Regions from separate parts of the Xenopus tropicalis genome. Here region 2 is linked to region 1. Evidence: chromatin contacts called from public Hi-C data. All regions are on one chromosome and are shown on one strand. Each heading gives the region's core, a stretch centred on a gene start, on an enhancer-like site or on the middle of the called end of the contact. The rest is flanking DNA. Distances are from core to core; before and after follow the strand shown. Region 1 holds the start of bahcc1 (BAH and coiled-coil domain-containing protein 1). Region 2 has its middle 36 kb from the start of actg1.

Region 1 (7,043 bases), core at 3,022-5,521:
GACTTGTTCCCTCTCTACAGGCCCGGCCACTGCCTTGGGCTCAGGCACAGAGAGGGGAGCAGGCCTGAGAGATACGGGATCCGACTCCTGTAGCCCAGGAATAACACTGCCATCCAGTGCCATCCGGACCAGTCATTGGTCCAGACAGAACCAGAAAACTAGCCCTAAGCGTTGTAAGGCTGAATTATAACATATCTTAAAAATGCCAAAATATGAACCAGTTCACTAATAAATAATTTGTCAGTTCATATTTTCAGTGCAAATAAGTTCATTTAACAGTATTAGAATTTAAAAAATATTGGGGTAACAGTGAAAATATAAAAAAAAAATGCATTTGGTTCCTTCTTAATGTAACAATTTTTTCAGTAAAACTATGTTCCTTTTACACTTAAAACCCAGTAATTACCTAAGGTTTAATAATACTCAATGCACTGAACTTTTTGGTGTTAATATTACTTAGAATATCACGTTCAGAGAGAAATTCTGCTATTATTTCCTAAGATAAAAAAAAAATTTAAGTGATATTAACACAAAAAAAATACATTTAATGTTTTTTTTTTTAATGTTTTATTTTATATTTCCATACTCACAATGAATTGCCTTCCTTGATTTTAAATGACTGTGCTAATAATCCTGAAATAAAGCATCAGGAGCAGATTACAAACTGGGAGTTGATCTCTTTTTTTTTTTTAAACATTAAAATATCAACCTATAGTAAAAATAGCCACAGGCCTGACTTAGCCTTAAGGTTTTAAGCTTAGAGAATAGGGACTGGGTCAAAGTAATTATATTAATATGGACAAACTTGGATTTATTCTAGAATTAATAATTTTTTTGTCTATCACTTCATTACATTTATCATTATTTAGCAAATCTGGGGCTTCCTGCACAAATATCACCACCCCTTGCACCCATTTTATTCTGCACCACTGCCAAACAGGCCCAGTCTCAACTGCAAGATGACTAACTTCAGGCTTTTATAATTAATATTGAAGTTGTCAGTTTGCTGCCTTTTTTTTTTCATATATTAGTGTACAAAGCAGAAGTAACATGTGCTAATATAATGTGCCAGTCTTTAATATTCTGCAAATGGCAAGATAACATCATTATTACACTTACACTGCTTGGGACACAAAATTAAGCCACAAAAATGGCTGTGGTATGTGTGTTGTATTACCACTAAATCTGATTTTTTCCTCTCTTGAAAAAAATCTATTAATCACATTTATTATATAAAATATAATTAAATAGAAACAGCACATTGTGCATGCTGAGCCATCCAATCTTAAAAAAAACCTTTACTTATATTCTTCCATATTTTATTTATTATATATACTGAACATATAAGAGCATGCCTCTAAAAAAATGTGTGGCCTGTGTGCAAGTCCTAAGTGCATATATCAAAATAGGGTACTACTGTATATAAAATTATGGATCTGGGTTTCTGTATTAATTACTCCAGAAACTAAGTCTAATTTATAACCAATTCACAATAACTGATAACACATCTGACTAAACTAATAACCCCCAAACAATTGTACTTCTTGTCAATACTAAACACACTGTTTAAACATTCACAGTCCAGGTTGGAAAAAGTATGTGACCCTTTCTGGCTAATGACTTCTCAAAAAGCTAATTGGAGTCAGGTGTTCCAATCAACAGGATGAGACTGGAGGTGCCTTTACCCAAAACAAGAAAAAAAAATAAAGCCTAAAAGGATTTGTTTCTTATAAGAGGAGTGAGCTGAGAAATATTGGAAAAAAATGTAGAGATGCAAAAAAATAAACCAAACAAACCAGGAAATGGCTACAAATAATCATTACTAAAGGCCTGGGTGTTCATCAATGCACAGTAACCTGACTACAAATGAAGGAAATTCAGTTCTGTAGCCAATCTCTAGGAGATCAGACAAGAAAGAGAACAGGGTGCAATGCTGATAGAAGTAAAAAAGAACCCTAGGGTACTGGCAAAGGACCCGCAGAAATCTCTGTTCATGAAGCTCCATAAGAAGGCCTCTCTCTACCCCCTGTACCAGGCAGTATTTATATACAATGCTGTACAGGCAATTTCATTGTTCATCGTTGCAGAATATGTTGGCCCTTAAATAATAAAATATAGGTTTCCCATTATTAAAAAAACATTGAACAAGAATGGCGTAAAGAGAGAACATGGTGGAAGCCACTCTGTGCTGCTCCCCCCCCCCCCCCCAAAAAAAAGATAAGAAAAAAAAAAGGGTTTGCAAAAGAACCCCCCCAAATACACCATGTTCTGCCCACAGATGAGACAAATGTTGAATTCTATGGCAGGGAGGAACAAGGCTATTTTTGTTGGAATTAAAGCACTGCACCCCAATACCAAAAATATAATCCCAACCAACAGAATGGTGGGAGGGGATCGCTTGAAGAGGGTTAAAGCCAAACCGAAAGCAAACGCCTACTCTTCCTTCTTTCACAATATTTGAACGAATATTACAAAGATATGACTTGTAAAGGAATATACATATTTTAAACATCTACATCGTCATAACCTAACGCTAAACAATACATGTAGTGCAGTAATTGATAAAGGAAAAAATAAATTATAGTTGAAGACCCACACTCCTAAAGCAATAGGAATCCATTTTTAGTTTCCTGGCATCTAACCCGATCACTTACATTAAAATGCCTGAAAACGAACGTAAACTAAAATTGTAAAACCACGGATTTATAACCCCTCCCCCAATTTCGTTATTTTACAGCTGTTTTTATGTCTCAACAATAGTATTTAGAAAAAAAAAAAAAAAAAAAGGAAGGCGCCTGCCTAGAAATACGATTTATTGTGCTAAATCCTATGTATAATTAGCTGTGAATTTGGTGCAAAAATGAGTTAAATTCTCCTCAAAATGACGCTGCAGATTAGTTCTATAGAATCCTCACTTGTGACTCCTTTGTTAAGTGAAAAGTCAATGTCTTTAATTAAAAATCGTTAAAGCAAAAATCTATTTTATTTTCTGCAAAAGCAATATAATTTCGACTCTGCATATAAATGTAGACAATCAATGCGGGCGAAAATAACTGGTCTTGTTTGTGTTGATTAATTGGTTTCACAGAAAAATCTTCATTCAAAATAGAGAAGGAACGGAGGAAGCCGTTCCTTACCATTGTTCTATTTTATTTTGCATTAAAACAACGCTTTGGCTTTGCTTTAAACCGTCTGAAGTAAATCTCTGCCCGTCCCTGCGCTAAAAGCGGAACCCTCACAATTATAAACCGCTGTGTTTGTAAGATATAAATTAAATCAATGTGAAACAAAACAGATACATTTTAGAAACTATCATATATACATGTATTGCGCTATCAGATCGATACACAAACTAACGACTATTAAACTACAGTCGCCATTTCTAATGAAAATTAAAAATGTCTAAACTTGTAATAAATAAACGCAAACCGAAATATTGCGAGCAAAATGTAAATATATGAAAATCTACAAATTGTATTTCTAGACGAGCACTTTATTATAAAACGGTTTCTAAATATAGATAGCGTAATTAAAATAATTTCCTTTCAGCCTTTTTATAAGTAGAGAAACGTGTTGTTAAATGTAGGTCCATGCCAAATGTATCAACGCGTTATTCCAATTCACTGTACAATGTGGCTAATAGGTTACATTCATTCGAATGTGAATTTGTTATTTGCCCATATAGTTGAGAATATGGCAGTTTCTAAAGTGATTTCGCTATTTATCAAGTATAAAAATGGAAATGTATAACGAGTATATTTGTATAATGTTGTTTTTTCGTGCGTAAGATCTAACAAAATGTATAACCGTTTACAAGAAGGAATTAAAAGGAAATATCCAGGCAAAGTAGACGTACCTAGGAGTGATGTCCTGGCTCATTTCTATGCAATCCCAGGGAGAATGGAGCTCAGGCAGCACAGAGCAGGGTGGAGGAATAATTCCCTGTTCTAGCAGATCCCTCACTTGGTGCTTTTATTGCTCTTGGGAAAGGGGAAGTTACTTGCTGCTGGCTCCTATTTGGACTGCGCGGTCACTGTACAGATCCTTTGTGCAGGGTTCTCACTTATCGATATTATTATTATGGTGATTCTAATAAATAGGATTTGAGGGCTCCGGCTCTTGGGTCCCTAGCTGCCTGGAGCAAATCCAATGAATTAAAGGCCAGGCTGCTGGTAGCTGGATAATCACAAATTTATGGCTGTGTGACGTTTCTCCTCTCCCACAATGGAGTCCCAGTGACATTAAACAGAAAATTGATGAGAGAGACGCGAAATTTAATCTCCTTCCCCCCAACCAGACATTTAAATGTTGTTTCTCCCCTTCCGATTTAACCCAATGGGTGCCAAGCCCCGCACTCGCCGGTCTCGCAGGGGTTAAAGCGGCCCTATTGTTCCTTGCTGCACCACTGCCCTTCCCCCTCCCCCAGCCGGAATGTACACCCAGCGCTCCCCTAACAAATACACAAATGGGGCTTTAAGGCAAAACAGAGCATTTTTATTCCTTTCATCACTTACCTTTATTACATATATTTCCCAGGGAGGGAGAGAAAGCTGCCCGCCCACCCCCCACCCCCAAACATGCCGGATCCCAGCAGGATTTCCCGGGTAGTAGTGAAGCTGTGGGGCTGGGGAGAGCAGCCCGGGAGGGAAAGGAGCATTTGGCCCTAAGGCCCTGCAGGAAGTCGGCAGTCAGTCCCCGCCAGTTTCCTCCGGGCATTGCGCCCTCCGTGCACCGGGAGCTCTCGGTCGGCCTCTGTCCGTCGCCTTTATCCGCCTCCCCAAAGTCCGGTGCCCGGCGCCCAGGCAGAGACTTCTCTTAAAGGAGCCGTGTGCAATTCCCTTCCCCACTCCCGGGGCTCCTATTGTCCACCATGCCTGCCAGGCACCGCCCCGGGCAGTGACGTGTATGGTACCGCCCCCGGCCTCACTCAAGTCTATTTAGTGCCACGTATAGTGAGATGCGCAGCTTTTCCCCACACAGTCAGCGCCGGGAGGCAAGAGTAGCGCTATTAGCGTGTATAGGCGCTAGTGTTCCTACTCGGACTTGGCCTCTCCGGGCGCAAAATGGCCACTCTAAGGGACCATTCAATCCGTGACACCTCAGCCAAGGAAATCAAATTCAGATTTTAGTCCCTTTGCGGTGTATGAATGCGCTTACTACATTGGTGCGCCCCCCCTTGTATGATTTTATTTTGCTGTAACGATACCTGCTGCGCAGAGCCCTTATGCAGCCCTACCCCTAAAGTCTCTTTAATGTGGGCATACATGGGTAAGCTCTACTTAGATCTTCAACTAAATGGCCACCAACATGGTGGAATAAATACAATGATAGTTTGGTTTCTGGGCAAATGATCAGCTTATAATAAGGTCCAATGGAGACCTGTTGGAAAAGGTAGATTGTAAGCTCTATGGGACAGGGACCTTCATTCTCTTGTCTCTTTGATTCTTGACTTATTGCAACTGTACTTTGTAGCTATTTGTATTTATTATTATACTTTGTATTTATCTTTTATTTAGTTTTTTAATAAACCCTTGTTGTATATTTTAATTTATTCTATAAAGCGCTGGGTACATATGTAGTGCGTTATAAATAAAGATATATATACATACATATATCACCGTTACCTCAAGGGATTTCAAACCTGCATGATGGTCTGCTCTGCCAGATATTGATCAGACAAGACCTTCCAAGGGCCCTATACATGGGCCAATAAGATGCAACATGGAGGCAATGGCAGCAGAAGGGAGGTGGTACTGAAAATATCAGTTGATAAACAATATGGGGCACATTCATCAAAATACGATTTTCAGGCCTTAAAAAGCGTGATACAAAAAATTGGTATTTAATCCGATATTTTCTGATGTGTACTTAAAGTATGAAAATTTTGTATCGTGGTCGTACGAAAATATCGTGGTACAATCTCATAGTCACAAATTTTTCATATCTGAGCGATTGTAAAGGGAGGGAAAACTTTTCTGACTTTGAACCTTCAGTGAATGATTTTGGAAGTCTCCCATAGGGCTCAATGGCACTCTGCAGCTCCAACCCGGCCCAAGGAAAGTCTCCCATAGGGCTCAATGGCACTCTGCAGCTCCAACCTGGCCCAAGGAAAGTCTCCCATAGGGCTCAATGGCACTCTGCAGCTCCAACCCGGCCCAAGGAAAGTCTCCCATAGGGCTCAATGGCACTCTGTAGCTCCAACCCGACCCAAGGAAAGTCTCCCATAGGGCTCAATGACACCCAGCAGCTCCAACCCGGCCCAAGGAAAGTCTCCCATAGGACTCAATGGCACTCTGCAGCTCCAACCCGGCCCAAGGAAAGTCTCCCATAGGGCTCAATGGCACTCTGCAGCTCCAACCCGGCCCAAGGAAAGTCTCCCATAGGGCTCAATGGCACTCTGCAGCTCCAACCCGGCCCAAGGAAAGTCTCCCATAGGGCTCAATGGCACTCTGCAGCTCCAACCCGGCCCAAGGAAAGTCTCCCATAGGGCTCAATGGCACTTTGTAGCTCCAACCCGGCCCAAGGAAAGTCTCCCATAGGACTCAATGGCACTCTGCAGCTCCAACCCGGCCCAAGGAAAGTCTCCCATAGGGCTCAATGGCACTCTGCAGCTCCAACCCGGCCCAAGGAAAGTCTCCCATAGGGCTCAATGGCACTCTGCAGCTCCAACTCGGCCCAAGGAAAGTCTCCCATAGGGCTCAATGGCACTTTGTAGCTCCAACCCGGCCCAAGGAAAGTCTCCCATAGGGCTCAATGGCACTCTGCAGCTCCAACCCGGCCCAAGGAAAGTCTCCCATAGGGCTCAATGGCACTCTGCAGCTCCAACTCGGCCCAAGGAAAGTCTCCCATAGGGCTCAATGGCACTTTGTAGCTCCAACCCGGCCCAAGGAAAGTCTCCCATAGGGCTCAATGGCACTCTGCAGCTCCAACCCGGCCCAAGGAAAGTCTCCCATAGGGCTCAATGGCACTCTGCAGCTCCAACCTGGCCCAAGGAAAGTCTCCCATAGGGCTCAATGGCACCCTGCAGCTCCAACCCGGCCCAA
Region 2 (6,335 bases), core at 2,361-4,860, 120 kb before region 1:
AAAGGAAGACAAAAATAAATTAAAAAAAGAAAGCCAATCACGTGGGATCTGGTATGAGATGATCATGTGCCCTCATTGGAGGATATCATAACACCAAACATATAACAATTGATATCAGGAAATAATATGATCATTTTACTGCACAACTAATTACACAGAGCAAGAAACACTGTGGATCTAAATGCAGAAAGCGTGAGTTCTCTTGCAAGACACGGGGAGCACAGTGGCTGATACAGATGAACAAAATAAGATGGACTAGAATCTCTATATAGATTCTATGTTTCTGCATTCTATTCACATTGACTAGAGTGGCCCAAGACACCCAGTTTAAGGGTTTAATTGGAATAAATTTAAGTGCACAGAAACCACTGCGGGGACTTATGGGTAGTATGAGAAACATACCTTAGATTGTAAGCTCTACGGGGCAGGGACCTCCTTCCTACTGTGTCTCATACAACATGGCACTTATTCCCTGTGCATTTATATATATTTATTGTATTTATTTATTATAACACTTGTCCTCCCTGTGTGTAATTTTGTAAGATTGTACCAGGGGCGGGCTGAGCCAACCGGGCGCCCTAGGCTACCCGGTCGGCCGCCTCGCCCCTGCATCGCGCAAGCCACCCCCACCCCTTTTGGTTTGACGCGCATGCGCAGTTTGAGAATCGCGCACCCCCCCTACCCTTTTGTTTGGCGCGCATGCGCAGTTTGAGAATCGTGCACCCCGTTTTGTTTCGCGCGCAGTTTGAGAGCGATGTGTGGATCGCAGACTAGGGGTAGGCAGGAGAGGCTGCCTGGCGCCCCCCAATCATTGCGCCCTAGGCAGCTGCCTCTTCTGCCTACCCCTAGTTCCGGCCCTGCTGCGTACCCTTGTGGCGCTTTATAAATAAAGTTATACATATACTGTATACATACATACATACTGACAAGGCATAAAGCTGCTGCTCAAAGCAAGTAATGGGAATGTAGGCTACTGATTTTCCCATGGGGGAACACACTGGTCACCCACACAGAGCAGCTATAGGGGGAATTCACACAATTGGTGAGTTAAAAGAAACTGGAATAATAAAGATGAAACCCTTACATTATACTGTATATAGCATTATATATACAAACACCTAAATACATTTGGAGGTTTTCAAAATACATATAAATGAATCATCTAAATGAAAGGTTATTAGAAGGCACCCTAACCCAGAGTAATCCCCATTTTATTTTACATTGCCTCAGCCCCAAGGTTATATAAATATATAATATGAATAGCATTTGCATCTTACTTATTCAAAATGTTAGTGCATTCCTGGCTAAGTACATCAGATGCAAGGACATAGCTTTTTACTGTAATACAATTACGAGCTGCTTCCCTGTGGGGTCACTGTCACATCCACATGAATCTGTGCTACTTAAAGAGATACTGACACCAGAAATTAAATCTATAATAACACTGTCTTTGCATGCTATCTATAATTGTGCCTTAAATGTATTTGCTTGATGATTTTGCATTACCTATGTATGATAATATTGGGGGGGTGCCGCCTCTTGGGTCCCTCACCACCCAAGGTGCCCCTCTGGCCGCGCCCCCCTTACCCCCTGCAGGGACCCCCATCCCTGCCACCCGCCCGACATCCTGACAACGCATCAGGGGAAGACGCTGGCGGCCGGGGGAGCGGTAAAAGGGATGGGATCTGGGCAGCCGGGGCCCAACCAGGTTTTTTCCCGGTGGCCCAGTCCGAACCTGATAATACATGTTACACAGTAAAAATATCTATCATAATGTACCTGAAACACCAGAACTATAGATATGGAATATTTAAAATGGTTTAATCTTGTATTAATGTCAACCCAAAAATAAGGCTTTGCTTAATAAATGAAAATATAATTCTACGCAACTTTCCAATATGAAAATATTAAAAATGTTTTAGTGATTTACAAGTTATTTGTAAATGTAATTGCTATTGAGAGCAGCGCTTGACAATGTTGCACAGAGATCAGTCTCCTCCAGCAAGACAGGTCTGTCAGTCTGCTCACTTGTGTTACATTGTTTCAAAAGTCACCAGGGAAAAGAATAGAAAAGCACAGACAAACGCTGTATTAGCAATATTATATACAAATAGCTTGAAGACCATTACAAATTAGCTCGGCAGTAGGTTTAGGCCCAGCTATGCAAGGGAACTTGGCTGCAGCCCTCCAGTTGGTGCTCGGTTACATACATGTTACATACATATATAGATTAATATGCTGTTTGTGCCCGTATGCTATACACTGTCCATTGTCACTATTATGACACATGACAGAAGTCACAGGAAAACCGCTTTGCAAAAAGACCAAAACACCAGCCTTTCTATATTTTTAACCTTCTTCCCTATTAATAACATTGGCATGAAGAATCATTTTTACTTTATTCATGTATGCCAATATGTTTCCATTAGAGGATACTCTGTTATTCACATCAGTCCAATCCCTGGGGATCTTACAGTCTAATTTCCCTGCTACATGTACAAATTATGGGGAATTTCATCAGAATTGAATTAATCTAGCAGTGTGTTTTTGGACATTGGAGAAAGCTGGAGCCCCTGGTGGAAACTCAAGTAAACACAGCAAGAAGAAACATTGCACCCTGGTCACAATCAAACACTGGTTTTACTTTTTCACTCCAGGCATCTTCATAGGGACTGAACTATTATGATGTCTTAATCGAACATTCCATAACTTCCTAGTATCCAATCAGATGCTCTTTCATTATAGCAACTACATTGCATCAGCAAAAGATAACTGAACTCATTGGTTGATATGAGTTACTACATATAGTAAGGTCACCAAAATAATGGATTTGGGCCTGATTAGGCCACTTTCTGGGCCACATCAGGCTGATCTGATATCTGGCCATAGGGCCACGGAGACCCCTCAGTTGAGGACTGCGTACACACCAATGCACTCCTAGCGGATGGTTTTTCCAAACTGATATATATCCGACTTATCAATAAACTGCTGACACACTCTGGAGGGACCAACCTGGCAGCTTTTATTGCCCAGTGTATGGCCACCTATACATACAATCTGTGATGGCCTGACACATACTTAATAATTGCTGATATTATTATCAGTACAATGACCAAGAAGAAGTGGCATATTCTTTATTTTAACCCTTTTTAAGTGCTCTGGTGAGAATGAAAGTTAATTCATACAGAAGCAGCACTTCCCTACAGGCCCTGAAGAGGTTAGCATTGTACTGTATTTAACTGTGTGCAACTGGGAGCCACCTAGATTGTGCTTTTCTACCATCTGTTGCCCCCGCACTGGGTTAAACGGAAGCATGGAAACAGTGCTGGAATCTTTAGAATGAGCCTTTGTAACGTAAGATTTTGAAAGGAAGGCCCTCTGTTATTACATTTATTATATAATATGTATGCGTCCTGAAAGCTCATTTTGCCCGATCCCTACTTTCTTTATAAATCAAGGATGATAGCATTAGTTGCTGCAGGTCACATAGGCACACAAGGAGTTAAGAGCAGACTGGCCAGGGAGGAGGCCTGGGAGCAGCTCAGGGTGTTAGTAAGATGCAGACAGAGAGATGTGTGGGGAGGAGGGATCCAGCCAGCCAATAAATACAAGCTTCTAATCATCTCTTCCCACGTGTTTTTGACAGTCAGAAAACACCGTTTTGCCATTGGCTCCTTCTCAAGCCTATTGCATTTTGTGAAATGGCAGTTCTGGCCATTTATTGGTTGGAACTTTCCCCTTTGTTCTTCCTGGCATGCTATTGTTAACTGTTCTCTTTGGGGAAAGATATGGGCTCTACCAACAGGCACAGGCAGTCGCTTTTATATTCCAGTATCAGACTGTGATCTGCAGAGGGCTTAGATTGCAAGCTCCTCTAACCAGGAATAATCCTGTCTGTTCTGTCTGCGTTACTGAGGTGCCCTGAGTAATTGCACTATTCCTAGGCTACAAACCTGGATGTTATTTTGAACAAAAGTTAAACAGAGTGTGGTATAATTCAGCACAAATGATTTATATGCAGTCATTAAATCTATATATAAAATAACATTTCTATTACTGTATTTTTTTTTTAAATTTAATTATTGTATATACAGGACTGAAAGTTAGAAGGAGGGGATTCTGGCAATGCAGTAAGACTTAGCAGAGGAATTACAGTAACAGTACAGTAAACCAGGAATATGTAACCTGCAATCTCCAGCTATTGTTGTTCCCAGCATCCCCCAGACATCTGAACAACATTTGACGATTTGGAGAAATGCAGGATGGATGTCCCATATGTATATAGCAAAAATATTGACTATATATATATATATATACATCATTCAAAAGAATTCTAAGTCCTGTGTAAGCAGTACCTAAACATTGGAATTTATTCATTTTCAAATCTTTGGCGACTGCACCCAGGCAAAGTATTCCAGTGTTATGTGAGTGCTGGCTCCCCATGCTGGAGATATACTGTATATATATATATTTTTTTTTTTTTGCCCCATCTCTCTTTGTGCTACAAGGTGATATGTCGGATAATATTGACAATAGAGGTGGTGCAGGGCAGCTCCGGTGTTCACAAGCCATTTCTAGTAGGTGTAGGTTTGCCAGCTGCCTGGTATTTTACTAACCAGGCCAGTAAAAAGGTTGCTTGATGCCAATGCTATTACGAGCTGGTGTTTGTAAGCCCCCCTCCCCCTGCACTGGCCCTGTGTGACACTATGATGGTCTTGGGCAGATAATTAGCAGTTGCACTGGCCAGCACAGCCATGTTCCCTATGCAGTGGGCTCCAGCACTTGGCTGCACCCCTTATGCTACTGCCTTTTGTTTCTTGTCCATCACAGATACAGTCCAGCCCACCCATGGATTGGCCCAGCTGCAAGTGTGGACATTTCAAACAGGCCCAGTTGAGCCCAAGACATGTTATCCCTAAATTAACCATACATTTAAATCACATACTTGTCCGCAGCCCTCTGACAAACCAGTATAACACACAGGAAAAGAAAAAACAATAATGGGAAAAACACAGTTTTTCTTTATTAGGAAACTAGTGATCACTGCTGACCAGGAGGGGGATCTGCACCAAATTTTGCTCCAGGGCCTGTAGACTACTGCCCCTCAAGGCTGTGTGCTTGTACATAAAGTTTTTGTGGTGTGCACAAATAATTTTTTGTAAAGACTATAATTTTGTACTTATATTTACTTGCTACTCAGCTTTAAAAAATGCACACAAAATACATTTTTTGCGCACACAACTAAGAAGGCAAGACCAAGAGGGAACATTGCCCTAGACCTTTAGCCACATCCCAGCTGTGTGCTCACAGCCAATGCTATAAACCCATCCTGGGACATGAAAGATGGCACCGTGACACATACTGGGAGACTGATGCACAAAAACATGCTCTCCCTGAATCTTAATCTTCAATGCGGCCCCAAATAGATTTCCTGTTTCCTGCCTTCTGTAAACCTCACAAAAACAGTTGCTGCCTGGAATTATTTTAAAACCAGAACAACATCCTGTTGGAGCATTTGCTCTGGACCAGTAGCAGTACATTGGGTTGCCACCTCTTCTGGCAGACAGTACCTTCCTATCCCTTTAGTCTTTCTCTCCTATTAACAACTTTAATAACAATGGCTCATTTTTTTACCAGCTAGTAATATGTTGGCCCAATGGCAACCCTACTCTATGCTGTTATGTGTTTGTGTATATTGTACAAGCACTGCTAAACAAGTCTGGATTCAGTGATACTGAATGTGTATAATCTGAATTAGTTGCACTGGTTCCGCTCCACAGAATCCGTCATACCATTTCTTTAAAACTGTACTGATGAAATGTGGTGGGTAGCATTATTGCCTTGCTAGGCACTGCTGTGCAGGGGTCCTAGGTTCCATTCAGGTGGGTTTATGTGGGTGCTCCAATTTCCTCCCACAATCCAGAAATGTAGACACGGGCCAGACTGGCAATCTGTGGATTCTGGCAAATGCCAGAGGGGCTGCTGTAAGATGGGCCTGTGGGGGTTGTGTGGGCCCCTCTGCACCTGATATACAAGGAGCCACTTCAAATACCATGGACACATTAACTGGCTAGTGATTAAAAAAAGACCCTAGGCACAAGGTGTTAAGTGAATGTAATAATGACCTTAGACTGTAAGCCCCAGAATATATTGGTGCTATATAAATAAAGAATAGTTAAATATCTATACCTAGTGATGCAAATTTACACACAGGCTTTTTTATGCATTTACAAACGGATGCGAAAAAAAAACAACACATATTGCACTTATATGAGTTTTTTTTAAATGCAACTAAGTGCATATTTGTGTGTTCTAATTGCAGTATTTTATTCCAT

Evidence for each region. Hi-C and Micro-C count contacts between places; a contact is called where the count stands out from the background.
Region 2: a Hi-C map of liver shows a contact between it and region 1, with 4 times the contacts expected there. The contact joins the enhancer-like site here to the promoter of bahcc1 in region 1. A contact is called at or near these places in 2 of 5 Hi-C or Micro-C datasets (liver and tailbud embryo).

What each region holds. Positions count from the first base shown.
Region 1 is chr10:28,471,126-28,478,168 of UCB_Xtro_10.0, reverse strand. It overlaps bahcc1 (BAH and coiled-coil domain-containing protein 1), which reads right to left and starts at 4,271. Exons shown (of 28, transcript XM_004916357.4): 1 at 3,857-4,271.
Region 2 is chr10:28,591,721-28,598,055 of UCB_Xtro_10.0, reverse strand. No RefSeq gene overlaps it. Among named protein-coding and RNA genes, the nearest start is that of actg1, 36 kb to the left of the region's middle. Within about 2 kb of position 3,610, at least 7 of the 11 cell types and tissues checked have an H3K27ac peak or open chromatin away from gene starts, as enhancers often do. A contact at or near this core is called in liver, where this site is marked.